2 separate regions of the Mus musculus genome follow, and region 1 is linked to region 2. Evidence: chromatin contacts called from public Hi-C data. All regions are on one chromosome and are shown on one strand. The core of a region is the stretch at or near the end of the contact, and the rest is flanking DNA. Distances in the headings are between cores, read along the strand shown. Region 1 holds the start of Ccdc174 (coiled-coil domain containing 174). Region 2 overlaps Grip2 (glutamate receptor interacting protein 2).

What was found. Hi-C and Micro-C count contacts between places; a contact is called where the count stands out from the background.
Region 1: a Hi-C map of myocytes shows a contact between it and region 2, with 2.1 times the contacts expected there. The contact joins the promoter of Ccdc174 here to the enhancer-like site in region 2. A contact is called at or near these places in 1 of 39 promoter capture datasets (neural stem cells), 2 of 15 datasets of contacts at CTCF or cohesin (embryonic stem cells and stem cell-derived epiblast-like cells), 29 of 484 Hi-C or Micro-C datasets (3T3-L1-derived adipocytes, B cells, the C2C12 cell line and 17 more), 26 of 115 datasets of contacts at active chromatin or transcription factors (the 230-238 cell line, PVALB interneurons, the SCID.adh cell line and 14 more) and 4 of 9 other capture datasets (adipose tissue, embryonic stem cells, embryonic tail and 1 more).

The regions. Positions count from the first base shown.
Region 1 is chr6:91,876,045-91,879,526 of GRCm38.p6, reverse strand. It overlaps Ccdc174 (coiled-coil domain containing 174), which reads right to left and starts at 1,474. Exons shown (of 11, transcript NM_172730.2): 1 at 1,341-1,474. The coding sequence starts at 1,382.
Region 2 is chr6:91,783,458-91,786,457 of GRCm38.p6, reverse strand. It overlaps Grip2 (glutamate receptor interacting protein 2), which reads left to right. Exons shown (of 24, transcript NM_001159507.1): 6 at 702-777; 7 at 1,628-1,773; 8 at 2,487-2,634; 9 at 2,719-2,888. Among named protein-coding and RNA genes, the nearest start is that of Grip2, 22 kb to the left of the region's middle. Within about 2 kb of position 1,262, at least 7 of the 459 cell types and tissues checked have an H3K27ac peak or open chromatin away from gene starts, as enhancers often do. A contact at or near this core is called in myocytes, where this site is marked.

The DNA.
Region 1 (3,482 bases), core at 225-2,724, 93 kb before region 2:
TTTTTTGTTTGTTTGTTTGTTTGTTTGTTTTTAAATAACTGAGTTCAGTAATTTCTATTTGAAAGAAATCCACTTAAAGGTACTATTGGCAGGGATGTTAACAATGTAAAGGAGTTTCATTCCAGGACCCAATATTTAAAATTCTGAAGAAGAAGGAGGAGGAGGAGGAGGAGGAGGAGGAGGAAGAGGAGGATTTTAACTTTGTAAATGTATCAATTACCTAGCTATATATCTTTCTATTCTACAACTACATCTGAATCACAAAATGACCAATCAATTCCGGGACTTCGTTTGTGTTATAATTATTAAAAACATTATCCTCCAGACAAGTTAACTTTGGTTTGGTTTTTAAAGACAGGGTCTCACTGTGTAGCTCTGGCTATACTGGAACTATGTAGCTCAGGCTGGCCTCTGACTTACAGTGGCCTCTGTCCACTTGTCTCTGACACTTATGTGCTAAAGTTAAGCGCATGCGCATATACTTCCTGATTAATTCAGTTTGCAAGCACTGAATCCAAGCAAACATGATTACTAAGACCAATTTTTCTATATTAAAAAACAAATTCCAACAAAAAATTTGATACATTAGATGTTTTGAACAATCAGAAAAGGCACCATTTTGCAGTCAATCAAACTGAGCCTGGCTTCTCACACAACAAATCTGTGTGTACATTGAGGAAAACGGGATTCACCTTTGGGTGTCAACTTCATTATCCATTAAGAGTGACAATTAATACCACCTACACTCAAAAGCACTTCTGAGGACTCGATGGCAGCACACATATGAAGCACGGACACAAAATGTGTACAGTGTTTACAAGTTTTCTGCTGAGAGTGGTTAAGTTAGCAAAACTCCTTACATCCTGTCAGACCTTACTGGCCCGGGTACCCCATCCCACAAGGCACTAGCTAACTTGTCTGGATCCTGCTGGGGGGGACCCTGGGAGCCCTGGGAAGACAAATCATATCCCAGTGCTCGAGAAGGGCTTTGGACTAGTGGAGAACCCAGGAAGGGCTCGTCCTCCAAGTCCCTGCGGACAGAGAGCCGGCTGTGGCGGCGGCTGACCCGCAGGATGCGCCCTGAGATCCCTGGGAGGATGGCGTCCGAGACCCGCCTGGGTTCGAGGGGAACGGAGCCCAGGCGCCTGGCGGAGCCGAGTTCAGGATCCTGTGAGTAAGGAAGCTGAGGAGGGTCTCTGCGGGGAAAGGGTCGGTCAGGATCCTTGTCAGATGGGCAGTCCAGGCCCCTGACTTGCGTGGGACAACAACTAGGTCACCATTCTCGACTGAGACAGGCGGAGGGAACGCGGAGCACGGAGCTAAGCCACACTTGTACTCACCGAGGAGGCTGTAACGTCCAAAGGCTTTTTCTTTCGGTCCATCGTCCCGCCAAGGCGTCCAGTCCCAAGACGCAGCCTCCCTGTGGCCTCAGTCAGACCCTACGAGTCCGCCACCCCCACCCGGCAGCAGAACCGGAAGTGTCTTTGATAGGGACGCTGAGTTTGCGTCATTTTGCGACTTGGATTTACGACCTCGGCGCCATCTTGAAAGCGTCAGTATGAGGTCCCTAGTCGCTACGTCGTCATTTTGAGAAGGTCAGAGGGTTGGAATTGATCGCAATTGGCCATCTTGAAGAGAGCAGAAAGTGAGGTGAAAATGACTAGTATTGTCGCCGTCTAGAGAAGGAAGGAAGATAGCTTTCATTGCAACACACACTATATTGACTGGAGAGTCTTAGATGATGGAAAAGAATAGCAGCGTATGAAGAGAGCTAAGTAAACTCCTGTCTCCAACATGAAAACAAAAGGAATTTAATGAAACTGGTAGTGGTGGGAATTATTGTTTAAGAATGGGCTATGAGAAACACTCGTTTTATGTTGGTTTTTTTTTTTTGGTGTTTTGTGATTTGTTTTGTTGGTTTTGTTTGTTGTTTTGCTTTTTAGGCTTTTTTTTTTTTTTTTTTTGAGATGGGGTCTTACTGTACAGCCACCTGGCCTCAAACTCTCTATGTAGACTTGGCTAGCCTCAAATTTGCAACAGCCCTCCTGCCTCTGCCCCCTAAATGCTAGGATTACATGTGTGAGCCACTATGCCCAACAGAATATTTGAATTTTAACTATTCATTCATACATTCATTTGGGGGTCACTGGGTACTCCTGGCTGCCTGGAACTTGCTTTGTAGACCATGCTAGCCTTGTACTCAAAGATACCTGCTTACCTCTTCCTCCCTTATGCTGGGATTGAAGCTGTGTGCCACCACAACCAGCCCCCAGAATACTCTAATTTTGAAATTACTATTTGAATTGCTAAAGAATTAAAAGAATTTTGACCTGGGATTTAGGACAAAATTTCCAACAATTTCTGAAATGGCCCTAAACATGAATTTGCTGTATCTTTGCAAAGCAGTGTTCTCCACATTGATGATGATAAAGTCAAAACAATCAACTCTGAAAAGCACTGAAGATGCTCTGTGACCTACAGTATCAAATGTTTAGCCAATATTTAATTCCTTTTGTTGAAACAAGCACATTCATGTCATTAGGATACAAATTGTTTTTCATCTTTAATAAATGGTGAATATATATATATATATATATATATATATATATACATATACATATGTGTGTGTGTGTGTGTGCGCCAAATTGTTTTAAAGTAATTTTTAAAGTATCCATATATACCTCAAGTCATGAAAATAATACTGGGTAAAAAGAAGTTGTAAGTGAAATAATTTTAAGATATCCTCCCCCCCCCCCGCCCCCTGCAGTTGGGAGGCAGATGCAGGCGAATTTCTGAGTTCAAGGCCAGCCTGATCTACAGCATAAGTTCCAGGACAGCCAGGGCTACACAGAGAAACCCTGTCTCAAAAAATCAGAAAAAAAAAGAAAGAAAGAAAGAAAGAAAGAAAGAAAGAAAGAAAGGAAGGAAGAAAGATATCCTTCCCTAGAAGACTGTATGGCATTATTACAGTCTTACTTTGTCTGTAGAATGCCTGTGGGGAATCTGTAGTTATCTCCTGATTGGCTATGTTAGCTTACACCATAGAAGTTCTCACAGAGTGGCACCCCACTAATGAGAAACCTCCCAAGACAAAGGCATTACTAGAAAAGGATAGGATATAGCTCAGTATTGTAGCACATACTTAGCATGTGCCTGAACCTGGGTTCCATCCTTGGCACTGGGGAGAAATAGAAATAAGCCATTGAGTCTCCTTTGTTTCCCCAGCTGTTACACAGAATGTGATATTGGCCAGAATACTGTCCTGGCAGACCCACACATTCTCATACATCCTGTTTCTAAAAGATCTTTTTCCTTTGATGCCTTCCCAGCAGCTGAGTCTGTCTGGAATTGCTTTTGTCTATCCAGTCCCAACAGTGCAGCTGCAACCCAGTACCCTTTTCCAGGGTGCTGTCTGCTAAACCACATCTTGAATTGTACTGGGTTGGCCTGATGCTGCTTGTATTCTAAGGCTAATATTGGGC
Region 2 (3,000 bases), core at 13-2,512:
ACAGCTCTCCTTGGAGTTGAGGTGACCAGAATGAGGTCACTGAGGATCCATGTGTGTTCTGCATCACATTGGTGAATGTGACCTAGATTTTGATTAGGACTTTCTCAGAGTATATATTCATCTTCATGTCTCTCTCTGTGCTCATACATGCACATGCATGCGTATTGCGACATTGTGTGTGTGTGTGTGTGTGTGTGTGTGTGTGTGTGTGTGTGTGTGTGTGTAGGGGTCAGAGGACAATGGATAGGAGTCAGTTCTCTCATTTCACTGGGTGGGTTCTGTGTAACAAACTCAGGCCATGAGGCTGGGCAACAAGGATCTTTGCCTGCTGAACCATATCGCACCAGCCCTTGCTTAGCCCTTTAAAGAACACAGGACCACTTAGTCAGACATCAAATGGACAGTTGTGAGGAGCAACGAGGCACGCATGGCTGACGAGAGAACACACAGAGATGATGGATAGCTACAGCAGATGCATGACAAAGTTTGAGTTACCTAGTCACCGGGGCAAAAAGGAAAAGAAAATGAGATCTCAGGAGGAGAGGCTGGCTGTGTGATGTGACCAAGAGAGGATTTGCATTGTGTTTCCTGTCCCTTGTCCCACCTGTGCAGAAGGAGGCTGCCTGGGCTGGTGTTAAGGCCTTGGCTTGCCAGGAGAACCGTGGGTAAGTGACCTCTGCTCCCTGTTGAATTCTGTCCAGGAGGTGCCCATGAGGACCTGCACAAATCCCGCCCATTGGTCCTGACTTACGTGAGACCTGGTGGCCCAGCGGACAGGTGAGTTTGCCTGAGACAGAAGCATCTATGTCCCTGGCCACTTGACAGGTGGAAGCCGTGTGGACACTGCATGGGTATCTGAGGCCCTGGATCTTCACATGGCTTCCCACATGGGAGGTTGAAGCCAGGAGGGGACAACATGCCCTCAGAGAATGGATGGAAGTGGCTAAGAGAGGCCTCAGCTTTAATCTTCCCAGCATCTTTCTGACTTAGCCTGGGCCAAAGGTGCTCTGGGCTCTGTGACTGGCCATCTCTGGCTGGGCCTGTCTATGGAAACCTCTCGTGTCCCAGCTGGGCCAGGAGGACAGGGTGTGGGAAAGGAATATGTCCAGGCCCTGCTTCTGTCTCCTGACCCCTCACCCTTGTTCTCTGAGCAGGAGACTCACTCCTAACCATTTTAAGAGAAGCCTGGACCAGGCTTGTTGTAGATCTAAATTTGGTCTTGGTCTGGGGCCCTGCATGAGTCGCTATTCATAGAACCTCCTGGAATAGCTTTGGCACCTGTCAGGGGCGACATTCCAGGGCAGGGGTTGGGCCCAAACTGGAGCACTGCTGAGTTCTTTCCCAAGCTCATCTGTCACTAGGCCAGAGTCACTATCAGAAAATTGGGTTGGGGACAATGGGAAGGGATTCTACAATGAGCAGACCACCCCTTCTCTGATGCTGTGTGTCCCCAGCCAGGCCGACACCCTATCTGGGCTGTGATGTGAGTGGCCTTGAAGAACACACCCAGCTCAGATATGCTGTGGGTAGAGGGCATCAGAGTTGGCCTTTTACTTACACTCTGTCTGTTCACCCCTGACTCACTCTGTGTGTTCCATCCCTGATTGGGCTTTCATCTCCTTTACAGGGAGGGGTCCTTAAAGGTGGGCGACAGGCTGCTCAGCATAGATGGGATCCCACTGCATGGGGCCAGCCATGCTACTGCAATAGCCACCCTGCAACAGTGTAGCCATGAGGCCCTTTTCCAAGTGGAGTATGATGTGGCCACCCCAGGTATGTTCAGGTCTGAGGGTAAGGGCTGGGGCAAGAAGAGGTCCCTGATCCTCAGTACTATAAAGGCTGTGTGATCTTAGGCCAGTGCTTTAGCCTCTCTGGACCTCTTGACAGTATCAGGCCTCTCCTGATATCACTAGGGGTCAGGCAGGGACAATACAGGTGAAGTGTCTAGTTGAAGAGGGGAAATGTCAATTAGCACACTCCTGTGTATGTATACACACACACACACACACACACACACACACACACACACACACACACACACACACGAGCAATCACTGGCATAGGATCTACCTAGAGTATGAAGTGGAGTGGCAAAGCTTTAGCCAGGATGAATTGTAAGTGCAAATGCCCTGGGGCAGGAGATTTTGACCCAAGAGTGAGGGGCAGCCTGACTGCTACAGATGGCTGAATGGGAAGGAACCAGGACCAAAGGGGTGAAGGTAAAAGCCAGGGGCTGAGGAAGTGACTAGTTGCCTCAGGGAGAGCTGATGTGAGACCAGAATGCTTGGGGTGGAGGTAAGGAATGTTTCTGCAGTACAATGGAGGCCTGGCCTGACTTGCTGATGGCTGAATAGACTGCCTTCCCTCCGTGGCATCATCCCCTTCCTCAGCAGTAAGGGCTAAAGGACAGCAGAGTTAGGCTGGGCAGGACAGCAAGCATCTTTACTTTCCACGAATCTTTATATTTTCCCTCCCCATCATTCCAGACACAGTGGCCAATGCTTCAGGCCCTTTGGTGGTAGAAATAGCCAAGACCCCAGGATCTGCCCTGGGGATCTCTCTCACCACTGGCTCCCACCGGAACAAGCCAGCTATCACTATCGACCGTATCAAGCCAGCTAGCGTGGTGGACAGGTGAGGTGAAGCAGGGCTATGCAGGGCAGAGGCAACCTGTGTCTCTGTCCTCTGGACCAGCCTCTCTGTCCCCCTGTCCCCCAGGAGTGGTGCGCTGCATGCTGGAGACCACATCCTCGCCATCGATGGCACCAGCACAGAACACTGCTCACTGGTCGAGGCTACTAAGCTCCTGGCCAGTGTTACTGAGAAAGTTCGACTGGAGATCTTGCCTTCGCCCCAGAGTCGTCGGCCCCTGAAGCCCCCAGAGGCAGGTAGGCACCTTGGCAAATCTCAAGACCCAAACCTGGCATGGATGGAACAGGGCACCAGAGTTCCAGGACAAAGCCTTAAGCAGGCACACTTGGCAGGGAAACTGAGGCTTCA